Regions from separate parts of the Zea mays genome. Here region 2 is linked to region 1. The links are chromatin contacts, called in public Hi-C maps. All regions are on one chromosome and are shown on one strand. The core of a region is the stretch at or near the end of the contact, and the rest is flanking DNA. Distances in the headings are between cores, read along the strand shown. Region 1 has its middle 9.8 kb from the start of LOC103633403. Region 2 holds the start of LOC100037799 (brittle stalk-2-like protein 6).

What was found. A called contact is a pair of places that touch in the nucleus more often than the background predicts.
Region 2: a Hi-C map of leaf shows a contact between it and region 1, with 2.9 times the contacts expected there. The contact joins the promoter of LOC100037799 here to the enhancer-like site in region 1. A contact is called at or near these places in 2 of 25 Hi-C or Micro-C datasets (endosperm and leaf).

What each region holds. Positions count from the first base shown.
Region 1 is chr7:173,022,538-173,025,172 of Zm-B73-REFERENCE-NAM-5.0, reverse strand. No RefSeq gene overlaps it. Among protein-coding and RNA genes, the nearest start is that of LOC103633403, 9.8 kb to the right of the region's middle. Within about 2 kb of position 1,347, at least 17 of the 20 cell types and tissues checked have an H3K27ac peak or open chromatin away from gene starts, as enhancers often do. A contact at or near this core is called in endosperm and leaf, where this site is marked.
Region 2 is chr7:173,289,328-173,291,962 of Zm-B73-REFERENCE-NAM-5.0, reverse strand. It overlaps LOC100037799 (brittle stalk-2-like protein 6), which reads right to left and starts at 1,306. Exons shown (of 6, transcript NM_001112500.1): 1 at 1,030-1,306; 2 at 760-839; 3 at 194-656; 4 at 1-119. The coding sequence starts at 1,123.

The sequences.
Region 1 (2,635 bases), core at 98-2,597:
AACGATGTATCTGATCGATGAAAAATCCCTGATGGATTACGATCTTTGATGGACTTTTGTTACACCATCATAGATGTTGCAATGGATGAACGCCTGGAGCGATGTGTCATATTTACAATATAAACTATTGCAACTATATTATCCCCTAAGTCCTATATAAGGACATGTTACTTGCTTTGCACAACTATGTATAAATTGTGGTGTAAGATAGAAAATGATAGCACCCCAACCTCGTCCATTCTCGTTATTCTAGATGAACAATGAGATATATATCTTGAAGAATATGCTTGAGTTATGAGGGATAACGACTTTGACATATGTCATCGTCAGGGGGAGCGAATGCTTATATTGATCACAATCGTGTGACAATAAATGTCATATTCTATGCCCTGAAGGCGTCAGCTTGATGATCAATATGTGAACCTTTATGGAAGTTTCTATCAAATATGTAGATCTGGTCGATCGAACACCACTAGTTGAAGTGGCTTATTTATGTTGATACGTGCACTTACCTCATGTATCCTAGAAGTGAGTTGAGGTGAAGTTCCTGAAATAATCTTTGCAAGGATATGCAATCTGTTTGCTAAATCTATATGTGCATATACTTCCAGAAGAAAATATTTTGCCATATTGATACAGTTTTGCAAGGATCAGGGGAGCACATTTCTAAAGTTAGCCTTTGTAGAAGATTCGGTAGAATCTAGATTCCAGAGGATCGAAATCTGTCCCGATGACAGCTGTTGTACTCTTTTTCCCTTGGTGAGTTTTCTTGAAGTTTCTCACATGAGGTTTTTAACGAGGCAACAAAGTGCAAATGCAATTTGTATCACCATGCACTCTTTCTCCATTTTTTTCCCACTGGGTTTTTTGGAGTTTTAACGAGGCATGTGTTGGTCGCGGTATTCGCCCAAGGGGGAGTGTTGAGAAACCCTAATGAAGGGTTATGTGGGCAAATACCGAATATAGCTCTGAGGGCTATCGCGTCTTTATATATAGAACCTGTACCCCTCATATGAAACAGAGAAGAAAAAGAGGTCAGAGGCCCAACCCTATATCCAGTGTCTCGTGTGTTTCTTCTGTCGTGCTTATGTGAAGAGAGACGGATCCTCTACAGCTTCTTGCGCCTCTACTGCTGACGGGAGGGAAGAGAGCGGATCTGTTGATCCGTGGTAACGTAGTTCTCAACAATGAGGAGGAACCCGTCCAGGTAATCCGCCTCCGGAAGGCGATAGAGATACGGGAACACATACGCCTTTTCGTGGGCTGCTTTTTCAGGAGCGTGGACCAGACACGGCGGTCCATTTACTTACGAATGCAGCCCACACCCTAACCCGTAATATGATCCATCACGTTAGTAGTAGAACACAATCGTAAATCTCGCAATATCCCTATGGATGGGCCGAGACTCTAAACTATCTTCAGGCCCGTTTGGATGGTCATCGATCCGGCCCGTATGATAATTTCTTGCAACTCAAACAACCTTTGCGCGGCCTCGGCAGTCCGTTAATCCCTTGGCCCAGACAAGTTACCGTCGGTTCTTCACTCTCTATCTCAGACAGTGTCAAGGAGGAGGCAAACTATTATGGCAGATCTCAACTGCTAGGTTCGTGATTCATTAGATTATTATGGCAGATCTCAACTGCGATCTGAGTTTAGCTTACGAGATCGGTCTACGTACATTATATTCAACCTTAAATTTCTAATAGTATCACCATTCTCGAGTGCAGATCCAGCGTTGATCCTACAGGGGTGCTAGTGCTACTAAGCTAAGGCTATAATTTTTTTTAAACCAACAAAAAATATAATTGATATTTAATATGACATAAGATATAATTTAAATATTAATCCAAAGATACCTACCAACAGAATAATTCAGAACGGTGCACTGTTCTGCTTTGTTCTGCTTCCAGGAAGGGGGGAAACATGTAGGAAAAAGAGGGGTAAAGGAATTTGGGTTTTCTCGCTGGAGCTTGGTTCCACTCCGTGAGGAATTTGGGGTTTCAGGGTGGAGCAGAGCAGCAGAAGCTAAGCGTGCTTGGTTCCGCTCCGCCTTTAGGGCTTGTTCGGTTAGCTCTCAATCCATGTGGATTGAGTGGGATTGGATGAGTTTGAATCCCAAACAAGTCAAACTTCTTCTCAATTTTTTCCAATCTCATCCAATCCATGTGTATTGGGAATAACCGAACAAGCCCTTAAGTGGATTTCGGTGACTTCTTTGTTCAGATTGTTTCGCTCTTGCAGGCTGAACTCATGGCTCGCATGTCGACCGGAGACAGAGAGCGGAGAAGCCTGAGACGGCGATCGCCGACTGGAGACGGCGAGCGTCCACGATCGGAGGCGGGCCTACGAGAGCCTGCAGGTTGCGAGGCCAGCGCGGCAGCACCCACGACTCACGAGTCCACGACCGTCGACCGGAGAGGGCGAGAGGAGGCGGACACGGCCAGACGGCAAGACTCTGAGACGGCGACTCGGCGAGCGATCGAGCGACGGCTGACGGCTAGAGGAGTGGAGGCGGAGACGCGGCTGCGTGTACTAGGCCTATTCGCTCGCGAACCGCGACCGGGGCTGCAGCCCAGGCAGGCAGCCCCGGACGTAGATCCGCCCTGAGGGCATGGCAGGCGTGTGGGTTTAGACT
Region 2 (2,635 bases), core at 57-2,556, 270 kb before region 1:
GCAGGAGCATGCTGGGCAGCTAACAATGGTGTCGTTGTAGAACGACGAGAGCGAGACACAGCAGGTTGGAGATCTCTGGGCAAGGAACTGGGAGTACGTGCACGTCACGTTCCAGGTCACTGCGCGAAGAAATTAAACAAGTCGATCGTCAATGCATGAATTTGGTAGGCTTGAGGTTAATCATCTTACGTACTGTGCGCTTGAGTTGATCTCCTGCCATCCTGAGACATGAACTTGGTAGGCTTGACAAGCTTGGCGGCTCCGCAGGTGTACCCGGGACCAGGCGCCAGCAGGGTGAAGTTCCTGGGCACCTTGACGGTCCTGTTGGTGGACCCAGCCTGCCCAACGCTGACCTGGAACGAGGCGACGGCGTCGCTAGGGTCCTGCGCCCACGAGGCGAGCACTCCTCCCCTGCAGCAGTTGGCGGTCTGCGTGTTGTAGGGAGTCCCGGGCAGCAGGTCCACCACCTCCGGGTCCCTCCTGCAGCAGTGGGGGAGGACGCTGGCCTTGAACCTGGAGCAGTCGCCCTGCTCGGTGGCCTGGCCGCCGGTCATCGCCCAGATCACCTCCTTCTTCGCCCACACCCAGCCTAGCCTCCACCCCGGCGGCGCCTGGATGTGGCGGTACTGCTGGTAGTTGTATAGCGAAACGACGGCCTGGGCACGGGCATGGGAGGGGAGGGGAACGAAGAAGCAGGGCGTTTCGATCAGAAGGTGTCCGTCGTCAGATAGTGGCGAATTAATTAACCCGTTCACTCACCACATAGCCATCCGCAGTCCACTGTATCACGTCCCACTTGATTGTTATGTTCCCGTTCGGATCGAGCGGATCGTATGCACCTGCAGGCAAAAAAAAAAAAGTTTCATGCAGCAGCATTCATGGTAATGGTATGGTACGAAAGGAAGCTTTGTTTTATGTGTGATTGAGATTATACGAGGGAGATATATCTGAACATCACAAGAATCATCCGACGAGGACAGGAGATGGCAGGGTTTGGAGGCGGAGGTGCGCGCGGCGCACTGGTCTGACCTGACGGACGCGTTAGAGAGGAGGAGAAGGCGACGGCGAGCAGCGCGACGGAGGCGGCGACGAAGCGCGCGGGCAGGAGCGGCGGCGGCGCCATGCGTGGATCGGCGGCGCGGCAGGAACCCAGCTAGCTCGTGAGGTTTCTGGCGGGCCCTGTACCACTCGATCTCGTGTCTGTCTGCTGTACGTAAGTGCGCGGAGGAACTACGGAGTGCGACCGGAGCAGGGAAGGAGGGAGTGGGCGGGTCAGAGAGAGAAGCAACTTTCCCCTCTCTCTTCTCGCCTAGTTTATGCGATGGCGATGGCGGTGTGAGGTTTCTGGCGGGCGCGCCGTGTCTGACTGACCGGGGATGCAGACTTACGCATGCAGGAAGAGACAGGGCGGTCTTTCGGCCGGGTGTGTCGCGTGTGGGATGCGATGGGATCGGATCATGCGGAGCTTTGCTATACTAGGGGTAGGGGAGTGCCAAGTGACAGCTGCGTCATCGGTTTCAACTGAACTGCGGGCCTTTGGATGGAGATGGTGGATGTAGATAGTTGGATTGCTTCCTTCCGGGTTAAGGTTTTACTCTTTTTTTTTTTTGATCGACTAGCTCACAGGAGCCATCCCTGTCTGACTGTCATGTTGGTAGGTTCTCACAGACTAGCCCACAGTGCTCCGCTAGCTCACTCCAATCTCTTTATATTAATTAGAGCAAGTTTAATAACAGAGACGACTGCAAGTATCGTTGTACGTAGCTTGCTATTTAGCCTATTTATATATCAGTTAGCTCTTCAGTATTAATACATAACTCTACTTATCTCTCTCACAAACCTTTTTGATTTTTTTGTCTAAGTCGAACGCAAGTTTACCGTCTGATTCTCTTCTCTCTCCTCCTCTATTTCGTACACCTCAACATTTTATAATCTTGTATGGCCTCTTGTTATACTTGTTCTTATTACATACTAGATGACAAAAATCGCTTTTCGTGCCGGCCTCTCGAGCCCGATACGTACGCGTAATCTTTCTGTCCCTGGTGACGGCAAGGCAACAGCTAAGACCTAGTATCCAGCAAGCAGCGGCCGCGGACAACCGCAGTCGTCCCGCGTCGCGGAGCTAAAAGAGTAGTAGACGAGACGAGCACGGCAAGCTTTGCAGCCGGTGGCGGGGCTGGATGGTGTGACCCTGACCCGGGGGCGCAACAAGGCAGGCGGCGCGCAGAGCAACACGTCCGGTGTGCCAGTCAGTCAGTGCAAACCCGCCAACCAACCAACAAACCGGTGGCGCGGGGTCGGTCAACCGGCGGACGGGCGGCCGCACTGTGATATCCGTCGAGCGAGCCCCGGCAGCTGGAACAGTATGAGAGATTGCACGCACTATTCTATTCTAGTATTCTATTTCTACGCGGCGACGGCGAGGCCACATGACCAGACCAGGCCACACGGAAAGAACTCTTTCCATTGGCTGCGCACCCATGTTTGATTCCACTGGTCACGTCACAGCTAGCGTCTGCTTGCTACCGTGACCAACGAAACCAGTCGGTCAGTCATCTTGTCTGCGGTCCATTTCCACGGCCAGCGTTGGTCTGCTGCTGCTATGCTACCGCCGCCTGAGGTCCGCTTGTGTCGA